2 separate regions of the Mus musculus genome follow, and region 1 is linked to region 2. Evidence: chromatin contacts called from public promoter capture Hi-C data. All regions are on one chromosome and are shown on one strand. Each heading gives the region's core, a stretch centred on a gene start, on an enhancer-like site or on the middle of the called end of the contact. The rest is flanking DNA. Distances are from core to core; before and after follow the strand shown. Region 1 holds the start of Kif5c (kinesin family member 5C). Region 2 has its middle 26 kb from the start of Gm25215.

Region 1 (4,137 bases), core at 70-2,569, 250 kb after region 2:
AGACTCTAGGTTATTGTGCCAGAGGTAGATGCTAGGCTAACCCCAGTTCATGGCATAGACCTACCCTAATAGGTTTCAAACTCTTTGAAAACCCATACACCCTTATCTAAATTGGAGAATGTCATCCACAGACTGTTGGCACTTAGTTTGCTGATAGGTGGGAATGGATCTTGAGTAAGAACAGAGTCAGTACAAAGACCATTGTTCCTAAGGCAGTCCTAGCATCTACCTGTTCTCTGGCTTGGCAGTTTAGTAGCTTCTTGAATATAGCAAAGCAAGTTGTGCTCTTCTAAGCTCTTCATTTGTTTCAGTGGCTTTGGCCATGTTCCTATTATCTTCCATAGGGCCCCCGAGATACTTACTGATTGATGGATGGGAATGAACCAGTTCGGCAGGGCAAATGGCCCTGAGCCAATATCAGAAACAAAGCAGGACAAGTGGAATAGAAGAAGTCACAAGCAGTTAGAATCTGTTAGATTGTAAGCATGGATGTTATAGGAGAGGAGGGAGCCTACAGTAAGAAGAGAGACCTGTATGAGAACCTAGGCTTGTCTTAGATTTGATCTTCTATACAATCTGTTCATTTCTGCAGGATTCTAAACATCATTAGAAATTGATCTATGATTGCTTATAACAGAGCTCCTGTTTTCTTTCCCCCTTTTTCTTGTTTTTGTTTTCTTTTTCCTTTTTTCTTGTTTTTGATTTTGGGATTTTTTTGTCCCAAGTTGCCTTCTGAACGCTGGGATTCCAAGCATGCACCGCCACGCGACACTGAAATGTTCCTGACTTAGGACTCAAAAAACCGACTTCAACCCTCAAGCTCTAAAGTAGCATGCTAAATACGTGGGTGTGTGAATTTGTTTTCTGACTTAGCGTTGCAGTGATAAAATCCTTGATTTTGATCGGATGTGAACAATTTTGAATTACCTATGTTCAAGCATTTCCTTTATAACTGGCTTCCATGCAAATCTCATTTCCTTCCTGCTTTCCCTAGGACTCTTGCAAAAACTCTACAACACAGGGAAACGCTCTGTGGCTGTTCAGTTGTACACTGTGCTGATAAGTATTTTTCCTTTCAGGAAAAGATGTGACCTGGTTTTTTATAGAGTTTAGCTGGGAATATTAACTATGACTTCCATTCTGTTCTTGGCTTGTGGAGCCCCATCAGTCCTGCAGTTCCCGGGGGTCCTCTCAAGCTAATCCAAGCCTTGCCCTCCCACCTGCAGGTAGAGTGGCGACTACAAGTCCCGGGATGCGCCGCGCTTACACCCAGGGTGAGGCGGATCTCTGCAGTGACGTCACCGTGCCGAGGCGGGGCAGAGGGGCGGGCCTGGAGGTGCCGGAGCACGGTGGTGCTGATGCAGGATGGCTGAGCGCGACCGAGCCCGGGAGGTCTGAGCCGGGCGGGGATTGCTCCCTGAGCATCGCCTAGTCCGCCCGCCTCGTGGTTGCGGGCAGGTGGGCCGGGGGCGCAGGACCGGGCTGGAGGTCAGCAGCAGGGCGGCCCACCTGATACGCTGCTCTCCTTCCCGGCGGCGGAGCTGCGGGGCGTCCAGCGCAGGCTTGAGATGACCTGCTGAGAAGCTGCGGGAGGCGGCCTAGCAGCGGGCAGCGGTTGGTTCGCGGCCTCCTCGGTGGCGCTGCCCAGCCGGGCCCCCCACCCCATCCCTGTGCCCCCTCCTGCTGCGGCCCGAGATGGCGGATCCAGCCGAATGCAGCATCAAAGTGATGTGCCGGTTCCGGCCCCTCAACGAAGCGGAGATCCTCCGCGGGGACAAATTCATCCCCAAATTCAAAGGCGAGGAGACGGTGGTGATCGGGGTAAGTGGCCTTGGTGTCTTGCCCCTCCTCCGGCTTTGCACCATAGCCTGAGTGGGGATCTTCCGGACGCTACCTCCGACATCCCAGCGGGGCTGGGTTCGCGGGTGGATCGTAAAAGAGCCCTTGCCTGGTGACTCCCCCGCGGCGGTGGTGGCGCGGGGCGGCGGGGGAGTGCGAGGTCCGCCATTGTTCGCGGGTGGGGGCTCGGGTGGGCCTATTGTTCCCACTCTAGCCGCCGCGTGGGCAGTGTTTAGGCTTGCCAGCAAGTAGGGATGCCCAGGTCTTGGTCAAAAGTGTCAGCTCCACAACCCACAGATGCATCCAGGCATTCCAGGGTTCGATTTGTCTCAAGACCTTAGTCAAAAAGGTATGGAGGAAAGGTGCAAGAAAAACAAAATCTCCTGGGCCCTCCATAGGCGGTTTCACCTTGCTCTCTTGTGGAAGGTGAGGAGTGCTCTTGGTGTCTCTGGGAGGTCTCTTATGTTTCCTGCTTCCTATCATCCCAATTGTCCTGGATTTGTGCTTTCTGTGGACTACCCCCACCCCCACCAGGTCCTTTCTCCCTAGTGTCTGCAGATAGACTCATATGCTTCGTTCTAGATGGAGAGCAGATTCTCGAATCTGCTAAGAGAGGGAGTTCCCAAATAACCCTCTGTATCAAGAGCAGAAGTTACTTAAGCAAATCCAGAGTCTCCCTTTTGATCACCTTTCCCCACCTTTCCTCCCACAGTGTTTTCCCCAACTTAGCTCCTTCTCTGCAGCCTGGCTACGGGGAAAGGGAGGGAATACTCCCTTACAGTTCTTAAGGGAGTACACCAAAGGAAATAAACTAGTTTTGTCCGCGCCCCCTTTCTTAACCTGCTCTCCCTAGAGTGTGTGTCTCATGGTGCCCTCTTTGTATTCGAGCCGCGTGGAGAGGGACTGAGTTAATGCGAGCCTCTAGGTCCCCACTGATACGTTCCTGGCATCCCGCTCCAGGCTGCTGATGCAGCCTTCCCGTCTCCAGCATTGATTAAGTGATGTCATCTCCATCACTGAGCATGCTCGGACTACCCCCTCCCCCCCATTCCCCCAGTGACTGTTGTATTTAGGTCAAGTGATTGACAGGTGACAGCTTTCTGGGTGTATAGCTAGAGGACACCTAGCCTTTTTCAAGAGCGAACCCTGCGGTTCTTCACTTAGTCTGTCCCCAACATCTTTGGCAAGGTTGTCTGCTGCAGTCGCTGCAAAGGTCTTGGACCAGCAGATGCTAGTCATATTTTCCACCATCCTGGATTAGAGGCCAAGCCCTGGCCTGGGGGCTTCGTCTTGTATTATGTTTAAGAAGGCTCCTCCCACTCCCTGCAGACTATGATCTTTTTCCTTCCCGTTTTCAGTTATAGGAAAACGCAGACCTCTGAATACTCTGGATGAGCAACCACTTATTCTGATATCTGACCTATGGGGAAGGGCAGGGATTTCCTCCTCTGTGCTTAGGGTTAACCTGCAGAAAAGCTGTACACTACAATTATTGATGAGGGAATTCTATACTTAATGGCATATATGGGTTAGTGAGATAGCCATGGCAGCCTGGAGCTAGGGTTACAAGTAGACTGAGATCCCATCATTGTCTGATCTGCTGTTTCCTCAGTGAGGTGTGGTTCAATTAGGAGTGGCAGTTGCTAGGGACTTCTAGTCCCTCCCTCTTGGCTTGTAACAATTTTTACAGTACTGATTGCTCAGTGCCTGAAAATGTTCGGGTGACCTTGTGTTTTGTGTTTTGTTTTCTCTCTCCATGCTTTAAAGGGCCTGAAGTGTTTCTCAAAGCTAGCTCTGCTTCCCTCTCCTTTTTCTGCCTTCTCCTCTCCCACCTTCCTCATCTTCTACAAGGATCAGTGAAGTAGAGTAATAAATCCCCTGTGCAAAGCAGAGATTCTTAGCTTTATTACTATTAATCACTCTATTACTGTAAGTATTCCAGGCTTAAGTGTATACAAATAATACTAAGTTAAAACAAACATACACAAACACTTTAACAAAAAGTTATGGATGTGAATATACATACTGCATTTCAACTGTAAGGTGTTTTTTTTTTTTTTTTTTTTCTCATCCTACTACTTTAATTTAGCGAAATAAAGCATCATAGAAAAGCATTAACTATTAGCCTGATGAGTTTTCAAAGAAACAGGCATTTTCAGGTCTTAGAGCTTTCTTCAGTGTAATCTTCAGACCCCAACACCCCAGGGCGTCAATATTCTGATTTCTGAATCTATACATTCATTAGTTTTGCTTGTTTTTCTCAGCATAAAACCCTACAGTAGGTTGTCTGTTATGTTT
Region 2 (4,250 bases), core at 537-3,036:
GCCAGCTCTACTGGGCTGCCCAGGTGAGGTGCAGGATCAGCTCTACCAAGTGCTGCAGCTGGCAAGGGATGGGGCTAGCTCTCACACTTCTTAAAAATCAATTAACATGGTCCCTGGTGGCAGCCCAGACCAGGCACATCTTACACGGTCTTTGGTGGTAACATCAACACAGACCCCTGCTGCTGCATGGGCTGGAGCCCAGATGTGGTGCTCAGTGACAGAACAGGATAGATTTCACCATAGCTGTGGGTGGCAGGGCAGCCTACTCACAGCGGGCAGTTTCTCTCTACCCTCACACCCTCCAGTTGCACATCTCTTCATAATGCTCAAAGCATTCCTCTCTGCTTTCTCCTGAGGTGGTTGGGCTTCTGGGTGCCTTCCACCTCTTCCCGGTGAAGAATGGCAGCAGTGAGTGGATCTCTCAACATCAATTTTCTTTCCTTTTTTAAAAAAAAATGTTTTAAAGATTTATTTATTTATTTATTTATTTATTTATTAACTATACAGTATCTGCCTGCATGTATGCCTGCATGACAGAAGACGGTATCAGGGTTACAGATGTGAGCCACCCTGTGGTTGCTGGGAATTGAACTCAGGACCCCTGGAAGAACAACCAGTGCTCTTTATTACTGAGCCATTTCTCCAGCCCAACATCTATTTCTTTTCTCTCTTTTTTTTTTTTTTTGAAAATAATGCATACATTTTATTTATGCACATTTCCTGTGAGCTATAGATTCTTTTTTTTCAACTTTTTCCAATTTTTTATTAGGTATTTTCTTCATTTACATTTCAAATGCTATCCCCAAAAGTCCCCTATACCTTCCTCCCACCCTGCTCCCCTACCCACCAACATCTATTTCTTAAAAGTGTTTGTTCATCTGCCCTACCAGAATGGGAGGAAGGGATGTAGGTATTACTTTGCTACTGTGTTTCTGTCTTGGGGTTTTATTGCTGTGAAGAGACACCATGCCAATGGCAACTCTTATAAATGAAAACACTTGATTGAGGATGGTCTAGAGTTCAGAAGTTTGGTCCATTGTCATCATGGCTGTAAGCATGGTGACATGTAGACAGACATGGTGCTAGACAAGTAACTGAGAGCTCTACATCTGAATCCATAGGTAGCATGAAGAAAGTGAGCCATTGGGCATGGATGGCTTTAGTATCTGAAATCTCAAATCCCACCCACAATAACATACTTCCTCCAACAAGGCGGCACCTCCCACAATGCTACTCCCTACCGCCATAGTCCCCTAGAAGAGATGCTGGCATATAATGAATAGTTAATGCTTGCTTTCTAATAGAAGATTTAATTAATGAAACACAATAAGATAAACTTTGATATTTATAGGCTTTGTGTGCATGAAGATCGCTTAGCAGATCTCCTCAGTGATAGATACTGGGTCTGGGATGTGGCCTTAGATATGCATTTCTTATGAGTCCTCTGTGGTTTGATGCTTCTGGCCCACAAAACTCACTCTAAATAGAAAAGTTTTGCAATAAACTCTTGAATCTTTCTCTTCTGATCTCAAAGACTTGATGTTTGGGTGGTATCCAGACAGCATCCCAAGTATCCAGTTATATCTATGATGACTGTATTTGAAATATTTTCTGGCCAGGAATAACACTTTTTCAAAACCAGTTCTCCTAGAGAAGAGAGATGTTTGAGCCTTCTCCAAAGATTACAGAGTAAAGAAAAGAGCATACAAAAGGAAGCTACTGTTTAAAGAGAGCCAAATTCTGCTGGATACAACTCAGCGGGAGCCAGTCTCCGAATTAGACTAACAAAAGCAAGCACAGATCATTGCATTCTGTAGGAAATCTTCTAACTATAGGGCGAGGAACAGTGGGGTCCTTGAGAAGAAGTCCTGAGAGGCGTGTCCACTGCCCCTTCTCTGCTTACATTTGGATGTTCCCCCCCAGCTCATTTTTGATGTGCTCCCCAAAGCTTATTTATTGGGTATCTAATCCCCAGATCCCGGAAGTCCTTCTAGAGTCCCAGGAGAGCATCTGTTCTCATCTCATCCAGTTTTTGATGGTTGTTGGCTTTTTGTTTTTGTTTTTGTTTTTGTTTTTGACTTGTGGCCACATCCTTCCTATCTCTACTCCAATTATTACATCATCTCCTCTTCTGTATTTCAGTTCTCCTTGTGTCCTTTTCCCTGATGATGACTCCAAGACTAAGATAATCCCACATAATTTCCTCATTTTAGTGACAACCAAAGCATGAAGAGTCTCATCCACCCCTTGGTTTTGTTTTTGAGGCAGGCCCTCAAATAGCTCAGGTTGATCTCATTCACTATGTCACAGAGGAAGGCCCTGAACTCCAGGTACTGCCTCGCTCTCCCAAGCTCTGAGATTACAGGTATTGGTCACCCTACCCAGCAAAAATAGAGTGAAGGGAAGAGATGCACAGAGGTTTGTAGGAAGAACCATGGGAGGAAGGCATGCTGCTAGTAGCCTTCGGTGAAGAAGATAAGGGACCAGTGTTCTGGCATTATGCCCCCCCACCCCCACCCAGTCCCTGCTTCCCTCTCCTTTTAGCCAAGTCCAGCCAGGGTTTTAGCTGTGGTTCCCAAAGTCAGCCTCCCTCCAGCACACAAAACGAGCTCTAAATGGAGGACCTACAAGGGCATTGAGAGACTCAACACTAGAATGACCTAAGGCAGCTGCAGGAGGGAAGAAGGGGGGCAGGGAGGCTAAGAGGCAAGTTCTAGGGCCACAAGGCCCTTTGGCACTGCTCCTCATGCTGCCAACTTCAACCATTTAAAGTAAAGCTGCCATTAGATAAGCAGCTGTTGTTGACAGAAGCAGGCTGTGCTGGTTAAAGAGAACCAGGACCCTGAAGAAAATACTGTCGCCTGCAAAGATTTATCCAGATGATATCCTGTCAGCATGGATGCACGTGCATTTCAGGAGATAGCCAGACTCCATAGCTACACAATGCTCCCTTTTTCCAACTAAGATATTATGGGATTATTCTCCATAATTACATTATTGAAGGCTAGTATAATTCTTCTTAAAAATGATTTTTAAAGATCTATTTATTTTATTTTATGTGCATGGATGTTTTGCCTGCATCTATGTCTGGGCATCATGTGAGCGCCTGGCGCTGAGCTCTAGCCCTGGGACCCATGCGAAGCTGCTTGTACTCTTCAACTCTGAGCCATTTCTCCACTCCATGCATTTCTTTGAAAAGTGGGTGTTCATATGCTGTGGTGCAGATGTGGAAGTCAGAGATTCTCTTCACCATGGAGGTTCCAGAAATCAAACTGTGGTCATCAGGATTGGCAACGGGAGACTTCACCTGCCGAACCATCTCACTAGCTACTAATTTTTTTAAAAGCTATATCGTATCCTACTGCCTACTTTCTGGATCTTGGGGTATGAAATCACCAGGAGACTTCACCTGCCGAACCATCTCACTAGCTACTAATTTTTTTAAAAGCTATATCGTATCCTACTGCCTACTTTCTGGATCTTGGGGCATGAAATCACCAGGGCTCCACTGTCATGCTAGACTAGGGTCTGACAGTTGCTTGGCTCTTTCCCCACCCTGAGCCCACCTTTCCCTGAAGGGCTCCCAGGGACTCTGGTTCATCCACAACCAATCTATTGTTGAAGGACAACCTGCTGTGGTACTCCAGAGGCTGTTGCCTTACAGTTAGCTTGGGTCTTTCCTGTCTCTCTTCACACTTCGATCCGCCATAACTCTCTCCTCCCTCTCCCCCTACCCAGACCGTGTAGAAGCCCCAAACACATTTACTATGTTAAGGTATTCCTAGCATAATGTTAACCTCCCTCCCTAGGGTTTGTTGTTGCCAGAAAGTTTTGGTGTTTTTTTAAATCCCAAAGTGTAAGTTTCAGGCATTAGTAGATCCTAGAGAAACCCGAGACCCGTTGCTTAGGCTACATCGTAGGCTCCTAACAACATCACCTAATTCCAAAGACCAGGCCGTGAATCCAGGGTCAGACTCCATGTCTGACACCTAGGCCAGAGACCTAGGTGGTCAAAGGGCAGTAACTTCCACTTTTCCCACAAGCAACCGTCATATTTCCCATTCCTGAGACTCTATAGCCCATTTCAGAGACAAGTACTTGTGCTGCACCCCAATAGTGTCCAGAGCTGCCTAGACTCAGATTTCAGAGCCCTTCTTCCCAAATATCTGAACAAACTCAGGGCTCCAGAAGCTGAGAATCATTAACCAGGAACCAGGGGCTCCGCCGGCTCAGAATCCTCATAGTTGGCT

The links. Promoter capture Hi-C pulls out the DNA fragments that hold promoters and counts their contacts.
Region 1: a promoter capture Hi-C map of embryonic stem cells shows a contact between it and region 2, with 3 times the contacts expected there. The contact joins the promoter of Kif5c here to the enhancer-like site in region 2. A contact is called at or near these places in 5 of 39 promoter capture datasets (embryonic stem cells, hematopoietic stem and progenitor cells, liver and 2 more), 2 of 484 Hi-C or Micro-C datasets (both in embryonic stem cells), 5 of 115 datasets of contacts at active chromatin or transcription factors (bone marrow-derived macrophages, embryonic hindbrain and embryonic stem cells) and 2 of 9 other capture datasets (adipose tissue and liver).

What each region holds. Positions count from the first base shown.
Region 1 is chr2:49,617,967-49,622,103 of GRCm38.p6, forward strand. Kif5c (kinesin family member 5C) reads left to right here and starts at 1,320. Exons shown (of 26, transcript NM_008449.3): 1 at 1,320-1,821. The coding sequence starts at 1,696.
Region 2 is chr2:49,370,050-49,374,299 of GRCm38.p6, forward strand. No RefSeq gene overlaps it. Among named protein-coding and RNA genes, the nearest start is that of Gm25215, 26 kb to the right of the region's middle. Within about 2 kb of position 1,787, at least 2 of the 459 cell types and tissues checked have an H3K27ac peak or open chromatin away from gene starts, as enhancers often do. A contact at or near this core is called in embryonic stem cells, where this site is marked.